Linked DNA regions of Mus musculus: regions 1 and 3 are each linked to region 2. The links are chromatin contacts, called in public Hi-C and Micro-C maps. All regions are on one chromosome and are shown on one strand. Each heading gives the region's core, a stretch centred on a gene start, on an enhancer-like site or on the middle of the called end of the contact. The rest is flanking DNA. Distances are from core to core; before and after follow the strand shown. Region 1 overlaps Fstl1 (follistatin-like 1). Region 2 holds the start of Maats1 (MYCBP-associated, testis expressed 1). Region 3 holds the start of Fstl1 (follistatin-like 1).

What was found. A called contact is a pair of places that touch in the nucleus more often than the background predicts.
Region 1: a contact with region 2 is called in a Hi-C map of the N1E-115 cell line, with 4 times the contacts expected there. The contact joins the enhancer-like site here to the promoter of Maats1 in region 2. A contact is called at or near these places in 9 of 39 promoter capture datasets (the 3T3-L1 cell line, 3T3-L1-derived adipocytes, the HPC-7 cell line and 5 more), 1 of 15 datasets of contacts at CTCF or cohesin (pro-B cells), 2 of 484 Hi-C or Micro-C datasets (the Ba/F3 cell line and the N1E-115 cell line) and 2 of 115 datasets of contacts at active chromatin or transcription factors (embryonic forebrain and stem cell-derived neural progenitor cells).
Region 3: a Micro-C map of embryonic stem cells shows a contact between it and region 2, with 4 times the contacts expected there. The contact joins the promoter of Fstl1 here to the promoter of Maats1 in region 2. A contact is called at or near these places in 7 of 39 promoter capture datasets (the 3T3-L1 cell line, 3T3-L1-derived adipocytes, cranial neural crest and 3 more) and 1 of 484 Hi-C or Micro-C datasets (embryonic stem cells).

Annotation. Positions count from the first base shown.
Region 1 is chr16:37,812,978-37,816,838 of GRCm38.p6, reverse strand. Fstl1 (follistatin-like 1) reads right to left here. Exons shown (of 11, transcript NM_008047.5): 3 at 1,029-1,133. Among named protein-coding and RNA genes, the nearest start is that of Gm41452, 35 kb to the left of the region's middle. Within about 2 kb of position 2,313, at least 176 of the 459 cell types and tissues checked have an H3K27ac peak or open chromatin away from gene starts, as enhancers often do. A contact at or near this core is called in 3T3-L1-derived adipocytes, the Ba/F3 cell line, the N1E-115 cell line and 2 more, where this site is marked.
Region 2 is chr16:38,339,361-38,343,642 of GRCm38.p6, reverse strand. It overlaps Maats1 (MYCBP-associated, testis expressed 1), which reads left to right and starts at 1,783. Exons shown (of 17, transcript NM_001081025.1): 1 at 1,783-1,986. The coding sequence starts at 1,866.
Region 3 is chr16:37,775,047-37,779,228 of GRCm38.p6, reverse strand. It overlaps Fstl1 (follistatin-like 1), which reads right to left and starts at 2,174. Exons shown (of 11, transcript NM_008047.5): 1 at 2,077-2,174; 2 at 1,879-1,935. The coding sequence starts at 1,935.

The sequences.
Region 1 (3,861 bases), core at 1,064-3,563, 530 kb after region 2:
TTCAACTATCACAACCACTATCTCAAAGGATGGACACACGTTGGATTCGTATGGAAAACTACACAATTCTTGCTCCTTCAGATGCAGCACAAAAACAAATAAACCCAAAATTCAAAAGGTAGAAACTATGACAGACTAGAAACTAGACAAAATATTGATGTACATCCTTTCATGACTCATGCGTCCCTCTGTCCATCCTACCTCACCGATGACTGCATCGTAGCACCCCTTCCTCTCTCAACCTCAACTGTACCCTCCTGTACACCTCTCTGTGTTATATGTGTGGTCTAGGATCCACATGGGAAGGAGAACATGCGTTTTGTTTTTCTTCCTGAGCCTGAATCATCTCACTTAATAGTACACCTTCTAGGTCCATCTATTTTCCTACACATTTCATTTTTCTTTAAAGATAAATAATATTTCTTTTTATATCATTTTAAAAACTATTATTTTATGTATGTGAGCGTACTGTCACACCAGTAGAGGGCATTGGATCCCATTACAGATAGTAGTGAGCCCCTAGGACCTCTTTGAACTCAGGACCTCTGGAAGAGCTGTCAGTGCTCTTAATCACTGAGCCATCTCTCCAGCCCTGAATAATTATTCATTGTCTATATGTCCCACATTTCCATCATCTGTTCATATGCTGATGGACAACCAGACTGGTTCTATTTTCTTGTTAACATCATTTTTTTTTCTTTTTTTTTCTTTTTCTTTCTTTTTTGGTGTTCATGTATGTATTGAGGCCAAAGATCCATATTGTGTTGTCCTTGGTTGTTTTCAGTATAACTTTCTGAGATAGAGTTATCACTATGCCTGGAGCTCATGATTTGGCTGGAATGGTTAGTCAGTGAACTCCATGGATTTGCCTCCTCTCGCCCAGCACTGCGGTCAGTGCCTCCTGCTGCCATGCCAGTCATCTGTGTAGGTCCTGAGGCTGTGATGGCAGCAAGCGCATCTCCTACTGAGCAAGTTCTCAAGGACCCCCTAAACAGTCAGCACCCCCCATGCCTGACACCAGGACTCACCTCAATGCAGAGGCACGTGGGCTCCCCCTTCTCTGTGACGGCACATTCCCTGCCAGCTCCACAAAACACATTGGCGCAGATCTTGGATTTGCTTCTAGGTTCCTCCTAAAACACAGATCATAAAGGATGCCACGTTACTGAGATGAGCCCATCACAGGATGAAACATTGGTGGTAATGACCTTTCAGGCTTGGGGCTTCCGTGTGCCAAAAGTTATCTTTTAGCATCAGACTCACAGGCATTGTTCTGGCTCAGGTACAGGCACTGAAGATTGTTCCCCTGTGAAGAGTGACTTTCTTGCATCCTTCCTCATTAAAAAAAAATACGGTTTGAGCATTTGTGATAAAGCCAGCACTATGCTAAGGGCTAGAGCTACACAGGGCAATCTTTGATCTCATGAACTCTGTGACTCTCAGGGAGGAACACATATACGGAAGGGCCACAGTGGGTGCTCTGGGGAGCAGGGGTGTATGGGAGAATCAGATGGCCCTTTCTGAAGATTCCACACCTTAACTGTCTCTTTAAGGATGAGAAGTCTAAGCTAGGAAGAAATGGAAACACTGGAGACACATCCAGACATCTTAACACCAAGGTATTTACTGCAATACCATCTGAAAGGACCGAAGGATGGTCACCATGTGGATATGCTATGATATCCAGCCACTCTCTGTGTGTACCCAGGCTACAAGATGAAGAGGACCAAACCCACTCCAAAAAGAGTATGGCCCCCAAGCTTCTTGCTGGTCAGGTTTCCTGTTCAGACAGATGTTACAGAACTGCAGGGAGAGGAAGGTCTGTATGCCACATGTGGATTGTGATAGGACCAGTTTGTTGGTGGTACATTCCTTTACTCCCACGACATTCACCCCCCAGCTCTGTGGTAGTGGTGGATAAACAAAGACAGGGATTCCCCCGGGGCCTCTGTTCCGCCAGGCTGGGCTGGCTGAATCACCCAAGGCTTCCAGGCCTTAGACGACTGGGCTGGAGCTGGTTACAAAACAACAAAGACAGAAGAGGCCTACGAATGACTTGGGTAACAGCAAAGTCCACATTTCCAGCCCTTGCCTACAGTGTATCTAAAGAACTCATACCTACAAGGCTTACTGTAACAGTAAATGTTTTAAACGGGGGAACCAGACACACACACACACACACACACACACACACACACACACACACACACACACACACACACACGGAAACAAAGTAGAGGCTTGAGAGGTGATGGGTCCATAATAGCTGCTCTGCTGCCACTTGGAGGCTGCTCTGCAAACTCCAGGTTATTCTTGTCTCCCATAAGCCCCCTTGCCTGCCATGCAGAGCTCTCATTGGTCTAGAACTCATTTGCATGCTCAGATCTCATTGGCTTAAATGCTGTTGCTAAACTAATTTTTTTTTTTAAAATGTTGCTAAGGAGAATTCAAAAAAGCTGGCAGACAGTGAAGAAAAGAGGAAGTAATTCCCAGAAGGGTGGAGGATGGATTTAGATCTTTGTTTCCTAAACAGAGAGGGGGAATAAAATTGAGCAAACTCTTCAGACAGACAGGGCTCTCCCTCTTGTGGGAGCTGTGTCTCCGAGCAAAAAGCAGAGCCAGAAGGGAATAGAAAAAGACAGTGCTGATTGTTATAAAAGACAATTCCAGTGGCCTCTTCAACTTCCCTGAGCTGAACACTTTAACCCCTGGGCCTATCACAGGAGCTGAAGATACACAAATGCACAAATCAGTGAGCTTTGGCATATGTCTGCATTCAAGGAAAAACTCAAATGTTCCCAGTGTGTACTTAACTAGTCCCTCTGATCCTTTAAACTACACATCTCCTCGTCTGTGGGGCAGGAGAAAATGGTGGGTGGGGGAGGGGGCGAGCATGATCAAGGGGACACCTTACAGGGCTGCTTGCAGAAGATCCTGCCGAGTTCAGAGCCTCATCTTGTCTCATGTGCATGTTTATTGTTTAGTTATTGGTGTGTGGGAGGGGCACACCAGTCAGGGCAAGTTTGTGGAGGTCAGAGGATGGCTTTTTGGGTGTGTGTGTGTGTGTGGGGGGGGTTCTCTTTCCATCGGGTGAGTTCCAGAGATTGACCTCTGGCCCTCTGGCCTGGCTACAAGTGTTTTTACCCAATGAGCTACCCCCTCTTCTCTCCTACTGTGGTAAATATTCCTAATAAACACTATTATGTGGAATCTGAATTCAACCCAAGTCATTTGCACAGGTAGCTCACTGACGTTATGTTTGGAGGAGAACACCTTTTTCTTTCACCCTAACAACTAGTACTTGAAGAGTGCAATTAAAAACGTGAATGTTTTCACACACAGCATTTCACCTTACTGCATGGCTAACCTGAGAAGAGCATGCATATGATTATTAGCTCCATTTTACAAACGAGCAATTTGAGGCCCCAAAAGGTCAAATAATTTGCCTAAGTTCCCCAAACTAAAAAGAGAGAGAGAGAGAGAGAGAGAGAGAGAGAGAAACCTCTATTCAGCCCACGGGTAACTAAGAATCCATTTGTAAACACCTGGCTTCCCTCAAAGTGACCTACTATGGTTGGTGCTACTTAAGCGCTCTATATGTTCCTAATTCCAGAGTCATATTATCCCTCTTTTACAGGTAGGAAAGCTGACTTGAGAGGCCCAGTAACAAAAAGCGATAGAGTTGGATGTTCCTCCAACCAAAGGCAAATGATTCCTTTATGTTTGGTTGATTCTTACATCCGTATGCATTAAGGTTAGGGAAACTATAATGGGAATATGGATGTTACAATAGCAAGTGTAAGGCGTTTAGATCCCATATGCAGCACTCATACCCAGCCCCCTTCTTTATCTGCCACGAGT
Region 2 (4,282 bases), core at 534-3,033:
AAAAAAGGAAAAAAAAAAGCTTTCCATTTCCTCTGGGAAAATACATATCATACAATGTTCTCTGATTTCTGGATGCCTGGAAAGTCTGAGTTTTACCACATTTGCAAGCCAGTTCATATGTGATGGCTGAAACTATCAAACTCCTGGGCTACAGATAAAGGACATTTTATCACTTGCAGCAGGGCATTATACAAGTTTCCAGAATCTCATTTCCCATGGGCAATGTGAAAAAGACCAAATAGTACAAAATTCTTAAGGACAAGAACTAAGAATGTCTCACTCCCTTTGGCTTAAAGGGCAACACTGTCTCTATCACTGTCTCTATCACCCATCACTCTTTCCTACTCAGAGTCAAGGACAGACAGTGGCCCCTCCCTTATAAGACAAAGGGAATCAGCCCCTGTGTAGAGTTCTCTCAACATGATTAGAATTGGGCTGGAGAGATGGCTCAGCGGTTAAGAGCACTGATTGCTCTTCCGAAGGTCCTGAGTACAAATCCCAGCAACCACATGGTGTCTCACAACCATCCCTAATGAGATCTGATGCCTTCTTCTGGGGTGTCTGAAGACAGCTACAGTGTACTTACATATAATAATAAATAAATCTTAAAAAAAAAGATTAGAATTAACTTTGTTAGTGATAATAGCGAGATTATTTTGGACTAGTGTGTATCTCAGTAGTAGAGTGCTTATAGCATATGTGAGACCCTAAATTCAATTCCCAATGCCACAAAAATAATGAATGAATAAATAAATGAACAATATTAGTTCGAGGCGTTGGCTAATTTTAAGGTAAAATGATACTATGAAATTTCTTTTTAAAAGAAGAATGGATCATGGGCAAAAGCTGACCCATTTCTGCCTCTCTAGTTTTCATTGCAGGATTTATTTATTTATTTATCTATTTAAAGCAGAGACTACGCATGCACCATAATACCAAGAGCAGCAGCCTGGAGATAGAGTTCCTATTACAGAAGCCAATGTCCGCTTTTATACTGCTCCAAGGCCCAACACACAGGAACTTGGATTTCTCCACCTTGTGGAAAGAGGCTTTCAGAAATGAAAGTACCGCCAGGCTTGGTGGTGCACGCCTTTAATCCCAGCATTTGGGAGGCAGAGGCAGGCGGGATTTCTGAGTTCGAGGACAGCCTGGTCTACAAAGTGAGTTCCAGGATAGCCAGAGCTACACAGAGAAACCCTGTCTCGAAAAACCAAAAAGAAAGAAGGAAAGAAAGAAAGAAAGGAAGAAAGGAAGGAAGGAGAAAGAAAGAAAGAAAGAAAGAAAGAAAGAAAGAAAGAAAGAAAGAAAGAAAGAAAGAAAGAAAAGAAGGAAAAGGAAAGGGAAAGGAAAAGAAGAAATGAAAGTACCCAATTCTAGCAGGTGAAGAGATTTCCCATGGATTTCTAGAAGATACTGGCGGCAAGGGCGGTCACTAGCAAATAGCTCTTGGTTTTCTCAAGTAGCCCTTTCCCCAGCATCTGACGTCAGCTCTATTGGGCAGAATCCCTATCCCTTAGCCTCTTCTTCCTGGCCCTGCTTCTTTCCATGCTAGATTTTCCCTTTCTCTTGACTATTCCCTTCCAGTACCCAGCTCCTCAGGTCGCCCCACGTCTTGCCTCTTCATTCTGCCAGGTTTGTTCACCCTGTATCCCAAAATCTACTCTGTCGCTCCTTTCTGCCTCTTCAAACTGCCCCCAGAGCCTTTCCCCCTGCCCTTTCACTTCTCCGCCCCGCCTCCCCGCCTCCTGAAACTCGCCCCGCCCCTTATCCCTGCGTGCTTCTGCGGTTGCCATAGCTACGGTGTACACAGCTACCAAGCCTCCCATAGCTGTTTTTCTGCTGGCGGGAGGGAAAAAGGCAGCACCATGAGCCAGACAGTGACCATCCAGGAACCCAGGCCCAATGATCAGAGGATTCCGTATCAATGCAGAGAGGTGCGGAGGGCCAAGGGCGGATTCGCCAATCGAACGTACGATTACCTGTACGGTAAGGACTGCCCACTCCTCCTGGGAGCTAATGTAACCTGGTAGGGTGTGCTAAAAAACAAGCTCCAGGACAAACCCTCTGGCTCTGGACCGCACAGGTGGGAGCCCTAAGTCCCAAGTACGCTGTGGGCCACGCGCTCTGCAGCACTTCGGAAGCCACAGGTGTGCGCAGCTTCTCCAAGTGCCAGACGGGGGTCACCCCTTTTCCCTCTGATAATTTAATCTTCCTGAAACCTAGTCTGGTTTCAATCATTCAGGTGCACATTCATAAAAGTGTGAAGTGAGCCGGGTGGTGCATGCCTTTAATCCCAGCACTTGGGAGGCAGAGGCAGGTGAATTTCTGAGTGCGAGGCCAGCCTGGTCTACAAAGTGAGTTCCAGGACAACCAGGGCTACACAGAGAAACCCTGTCTTGAAAAAAACCAAAAAAAAAAAAAAAAAAAAAAAAAAAGAAAGAAAGAAAGAAAGAAAGTGTGAAGTGATTTGCAGAGCTGGAGAGGCACGCAATGCATTCAAACACACATGTCCAGTGAAAGTGATAGTGATTTTCCTGCCCCAGGTTCTGACAAATCCAAATTTGGGGTTCTGGGTAAAGAGGTTCCAGTTGGCTTCATGTTTGTTTTCAGTGGTTTCCTCCTCTTCCTCCTCCCCTCTTTCTCCAACCTTCTGTTAATCAAAACATTGTTGATAAACTCAGTGCACCCATTCCCCTAGGACCAATTAAATTCCGGTTTATGTTATGCCCTGATTTTCCATTTGTGGTCTTCCTCTCCAGACCTTAAGTTCTGGTTCACACATGTCTGTCATCCTCTTGAGCCTATTACAATACTGTACACAGTATTATGTATAAAAGTGTTAACTAGACTACTGGATTTATACCACAACAAGTGCAACCATTTAAGCACGATGCTTTCTTTTTCTGATTTTTTCCCTCTGTAGAAACAGGCTGTCACCTGAGCCCTGCATAATTTTCAGCCTTATGGTATTTCCTTTGGATCTCCAGAATCTCTTCTGAAAACCTGTTTTCTTGGATTGGGCTGTGTAATTACCGACTGCATGCTCTCTTAGTTAGCTTTTCTATTGCTGGGACAAAACATCATGATCAAAAAGCAAGTTGGGAGGGAAAGGGTTTATTTAGCTTACACTTCTACATTGCTGTTCATCACCAAAGGAAGCCAGGACAGGAACTCAAGCAGAGCAGGAAACTGGAGGCAGGAGCTGATGCAGAGGCCTTGGATATTGTTGCTTGCTCTCTGTGGCTTGCTCTTCATGGCTTGCCCTCCATGGCTTGCTCAGCCTCCTTTCTTATAGAACACAGGACCACCAGCCCAGAAATGGCACCACCTACCATGGGATGGGCCCTCCCCTACTGATCACTAATTGAGAAAAGGCCTTACGTCTGGATCTCATGGAGGCATTTTCTGAACTGACGCCCTTTCCTCTCTGATGACTCTAAACTCAAATTGACACACAAAACTAGCCAGTACAACACTTCCATCTTAGGATCTTATTGCTGTGAACAGACACCATGACCAGGACAACTCTTAAAAGGAAAACATTTCACTGAGGCTGGCTTACAGTTCAGAGGTTTAGTCCATCATTGTCATGGCGGGAAGCATGGCAGCATCCAGGCTGATATGATGCTGGGGACAGAGCTGAGAGTTATATATACATGCTGATCCACAGGCTACAGGGAGAGACTCTGTGTCACACTGGGTGGAGCTTGAGCATAGAGGACCTCAAAGCCCACCTACAAACTGACAAAACTTCCTTCAATAAGGCCATACCTACTCCAACTGGGCCACACCTCAGAATAATTCCACTCCCCATGTGCCAAGCATTCAAACACATGAACCTATGGAGGCCATACTTATTCAAACCACCACACATGTTCTGTCCAGTGGTCTACTTTGTTTTTTCTTGCGTCTGTCTTATGAAATAAATCTAATAAATGTTCAGCCAGGGTATGTGTGTCCCCTGAGAAAAATCTACTTGGGAAATTACATTTCTTTCTCTGAAAGCCACTTAGTGTCATGTTGGTTGATTTTTTTTTAAGTTACTTATTTATTTAATGTGTATGAGTGTTTGCCTACATGTCTGTAACTGTACCACATGTGTACCTGGTACTCTCGGGAGTCAGAAAAGAGCATGAGGTTCCCTGGATCTGGAGTTACAGATGATTGTGAACCACCTTGTGGGTTCTGGGAATTGAACATACAAATTGCAGATACTTACTTACACTGTAGCTGTCTTCAGACATTCCAGAAGAGGGCATCAGATCTCATTACGGATGGTTGT
Region 3 (4,182 bases), core at 925-3,424, 560 kb after region 2:
ACAAAGGCATGTGCCACCACTGCCTGGCTATTTTATCATCATCTTAATCATCAGGGTCTCACTGTTTAGCCCTAGCTGTTATGAAACTCACTAGGTAGACCAGGCTGGCTTTGAACTCACAAAGCTCTACCTGCCTTTGCTTCCCACGTGTTGGAATTAAAGGTGAGAGCCACTGGCTAACGGTGTTGAGGGCCATCACAAGGATGGAGGAGCATTCTTTAACCAGAGTTAAAAACCGAGGCTATTTCCTCCACTCAAAGAAAATGGCTGAGGGGCAAACGGGGCTCAAGGCGTATCTGAAAGGTAGAGGGAGGGGGTCACATACTGATCCACTTCCAAAGCTAATCAGTTATCTGAACACGGGCCATTTAATGAGTTTCCTTAACTTTGTTCCCTGCTCTGTAAAACGGAACTAACAAAGCCCAACTCACAGGGCTGAGAGGCTTTAAAAGAAATGCTAGAAGTGATCCGAGCAGACACAAAACACTTGGTAAAATCCTAAGCCCTCATGTTTGTAAGCGGGCCAGGTAGTGATGAATTGTCTGGAGTCTGGAGCCAGACGGCTTGGGTTTGCATCTTGCCCTCACTACTATAACTTATTTTGTAAGTTGCACAAACTTCCCTGACTCAGTTCCCCTATGATTAAAGTAGAATCTTAATACAAGTAGTAGCTACCTAATAAATACTTGCTGCTTTTATTTCTCTAGAAATAAAAATAGACTGCTTCTACCTCAATCAGTGATACAGTGAATTAAAGGAACACACACCAGTACAGTGTGTGCGTGTGTGTGTGTGTGTGTGTGTGTGTGTGTGTGTGTGTGTGTGTTTAAAGTCCTGAAGACTGTGTGCATTTATTAATTCTGGGATTGACTCAAGCTGTGATGCAAAGGGTGGGGCTAAACTGTAAAGTGAAAGAAAAACTCTGAGGGGCTATAAACCACCCACCAGGGAGCTATTTCTTTTGTAATGTGCATTCCATTTCTTCTCTCTCATGCGTTTTAATTCTTTCCACATTTCCTGCCACAATTATCAAATGTTTAGTTTCTGACCTCACTTTTCTGGAGACTGGAGCCCAGGGAATTTAGAATTGTTTATTTTCTGTCCCTAAACCTTTGAGTTAATGGAGGGGCTTGTGCCATAGGGTTTGTTGGTTTGTTTGTAGTGTCTCAGGAAGGTCACTGGAGTTGAAAAGAAAACAAGAGAGAGAGAGAGAGAGAGAGAGAGAGAGAGAGAGAGAGAGAGAGACTCTACATATTTTAGCTGGAAACCAGAGGCCCCCAAAGGGTAGAGCCGCAGATTCCTGCATTTGCTCAACCGAGTTTAAGGGGAAATTTGGATTATAAAAGACTCTTATAGGGCCCAGATAATAACAATGACAACAACAAAAATCCAGGACATTTTACAAAGAAGAAAATGCATTTCAGGAAATCTCAATTCACTCTATGAAGAAGAAAGGAAATTTCATTTTGCTGTTAAAAAAAAAAACTTTTAAGTGCCCCCCCCCCCCCCCCCCGGCTAGGAAAGACTTGGAAAGAAAAAGTCCGTAACTATTCTGTTTCCTCTGAAGTGAACAGAACTCAAGGCGCCTTTTTGAACTCTGCGGCTGCTCTGGCCGCCGCCTCTGCTCCTATCCACCCAGTCTGTCCTCTCTCCCCACTCCCCAGCCTCCCTCCATATTAGGCGTGGTGGGGCTCCAGCTTTTGGCCCAAACTATTTCAAGAATTGAGATCTAAGTTTGTTAGGTAGAATTTCTGCTCCTAGCGTGCCAGAATCCCACTCCATCGTAAGGCTGGGGGACCTTCAGTCCCACCCCCAGAGAGCATCCCTAGAGTGCACACTCGACCGCTGGGGCGCAAACCCCAGAGACCGGTCACCTACCTCGCCGTGGACCAGGGCGATGGTCACCAGCGAGAGCGCCAGCCATCGTTTCCACATCTGCGGAAGAGAGAAGAGGGTGAGAGTGAAGGCGCTGGGCCCCGCTCAGACCCTAGAAACTTCTTCGGGTCCCACAGATTCATCCCCCTCCTCCCAGCACCCTCGGTGCCCGCAGCGGCCCGGCCTCTGCACCGCGCTCACCGTGCTCGGGTCCGGGACTCCGGAGGACACTGGGCAGGGTGGCGGCAGCGAGTTAGAGGCGAAGGTGGGAGCGTCGCTTATCACCAGGCTCCGAGGAAGTCCGACCTGGGCTCGCCGCCCCTTAAGACCCCTCCTTCCCCGCCCTCCGGCCCCCCAGCTCCTCCCTATTCTCCTCCCCTTCTGCAGCGCTGCCCCCGCGGCTCCCGCTGCGCTCCCTCCTCCCGGCCCCCGCCAGTAGCCCAGGAGCGTCCATGCACCGCAGGCATCCCCGTCCTCTCCTAGACCCCAACCAAGAATCTTCAGATATCTCAAGAGAAGGCACTGGGTGTCCGTGTCTCAGGGGACCCTGAAACAAAGGCGGGGGAAATCACAGAAATCCCACGCCCGGGAGGGGCGCTGGCCTGCGGCAGCGGGGGGGTGGGTGGGGGTGGGTAACAGAAGGAACTCGCTGAGGACTGCAGTGACAACCAGATGGACAGTACAGTGGGCATCCATGCCAGGGCTGGGACTCGAACCTAAGCATCCCAGAGCCACCCTTCCTTGTTGAAAGGGAAAAGGGAGAGTAGAGGATGTGAAGGTATTACTACAGCCCAAGAAGGAAGCAGGCATAGGAGCCCAAGATGGGCTGGTGAGCAGAAAGCTACTTTGCGGTCAACTGTGGGTGTACTAGGGAGAGGGGGCAAGTGCCCTGCTCTGCAGCATTTTTATATGCTTCCCTCCAACCCAGGAACTCTAACCCCTCTCCATCTCACCAATCTCCCGTTAGCACCTTGGCCATTTCTGGAAAAGTCCCTCTTTGAGCCTTTGATCTCCACCAGTGTTTCTTTCCCCAGAGGTCTTCAAAGGTGTGCCGCCCCTATAATAAGAGTGTGGATCCCCAATCTCTTTCCTGCCCTGGCTTCCCTATCTCTGGCGGTCAAAAATAAATCTCTGTGTGACACATTTCAACCTCTGGTTGCCGACTCCCACTTTCTACCTGCTCAGCCCATTCTTGACAGCACTGAAAACTAACCGCCATGTTCTTTCGCTCTGGGGTTTAGACAGTACCGTGTCACATCTTCATTCACTGAGATACTTCATCCACTTTCTTCTCCCACACCAAATCCAACCTTTCTGCCTTCCTTGTAAGCACTCCATTTCACCCCGTGGCCGAACCTTTTCGTCTTCTCTTCACCTTCTTTGCCACACACCCCGATGCTCTCATCATACCAGGTATCATGGTGTGCTCTGAACTTGTCTTAGTTTATCGTCTACCGAGGTCTGCTGAATACCTACAGCTGAAGGTTTCAAAATTATGCCTAAATTCCACACTGAGATAGCCCGAGTGCTACACAGATGGAAACAAAAATGTAAACTCTGTTATGGGTCATATTGGAATGTTGGCCATGGCTTTAAAACAGCAGGGGCTGCAATGGGTTTGCTACTGCTGAACCCCAGAATCAAACACACCCCATAGGTACAGGGAGAGTTGGAAAACCTGCTTGTGTAAAAATTAGCTGCATGAAAAAGCAAAATTAATGAATAAAAATAAATAAATAAATAGTCACTGCCCTCTATACTTAAGAGGGGTGTGCTAGTTAGTTTTGATTGTTGAGTTGACATAGCCTGAAGCTAAGAGAAGAATTGCCTATTAGACGGGCCTATGTCTGTGGAGGCATTGACTTGATAGTTGATGTTGGAGGACCTAGCCCACTGTGGGTGGTGCCATTCTGTAGGCACCTGGTCCTGGGCTAGAAAGCTAGCTATGCATGAGCCTGCAAGCAAGCCTGCAAGCAGCATCCCTCCCAGATTTCTGCTCCAGGTTCCCACTTGGGGATCTTTCTGCTGTGACTCTCCTCAGTGATGGACTGTGACCTCTGAGATGAAATACACTCCCCCTAAGTTGCTTTTGGTCGATGTCTTTTATCACAGCAACAGAAAGGAAAATAGAACACAGAGAGAATGATGCATTCTTTGAAGCTCAGCAGTCAGGTGTTACATGCCTTCCTATTTGTTGGATCAAGATGAACAGAGCATAAATGCCCCCCATTGGCTACCCTGCCTGTCATTGTGCTAGATTTGAAGAAATGAGCTTGGATGTACTAAGGTTTGCTTCTGTCCTCTAAT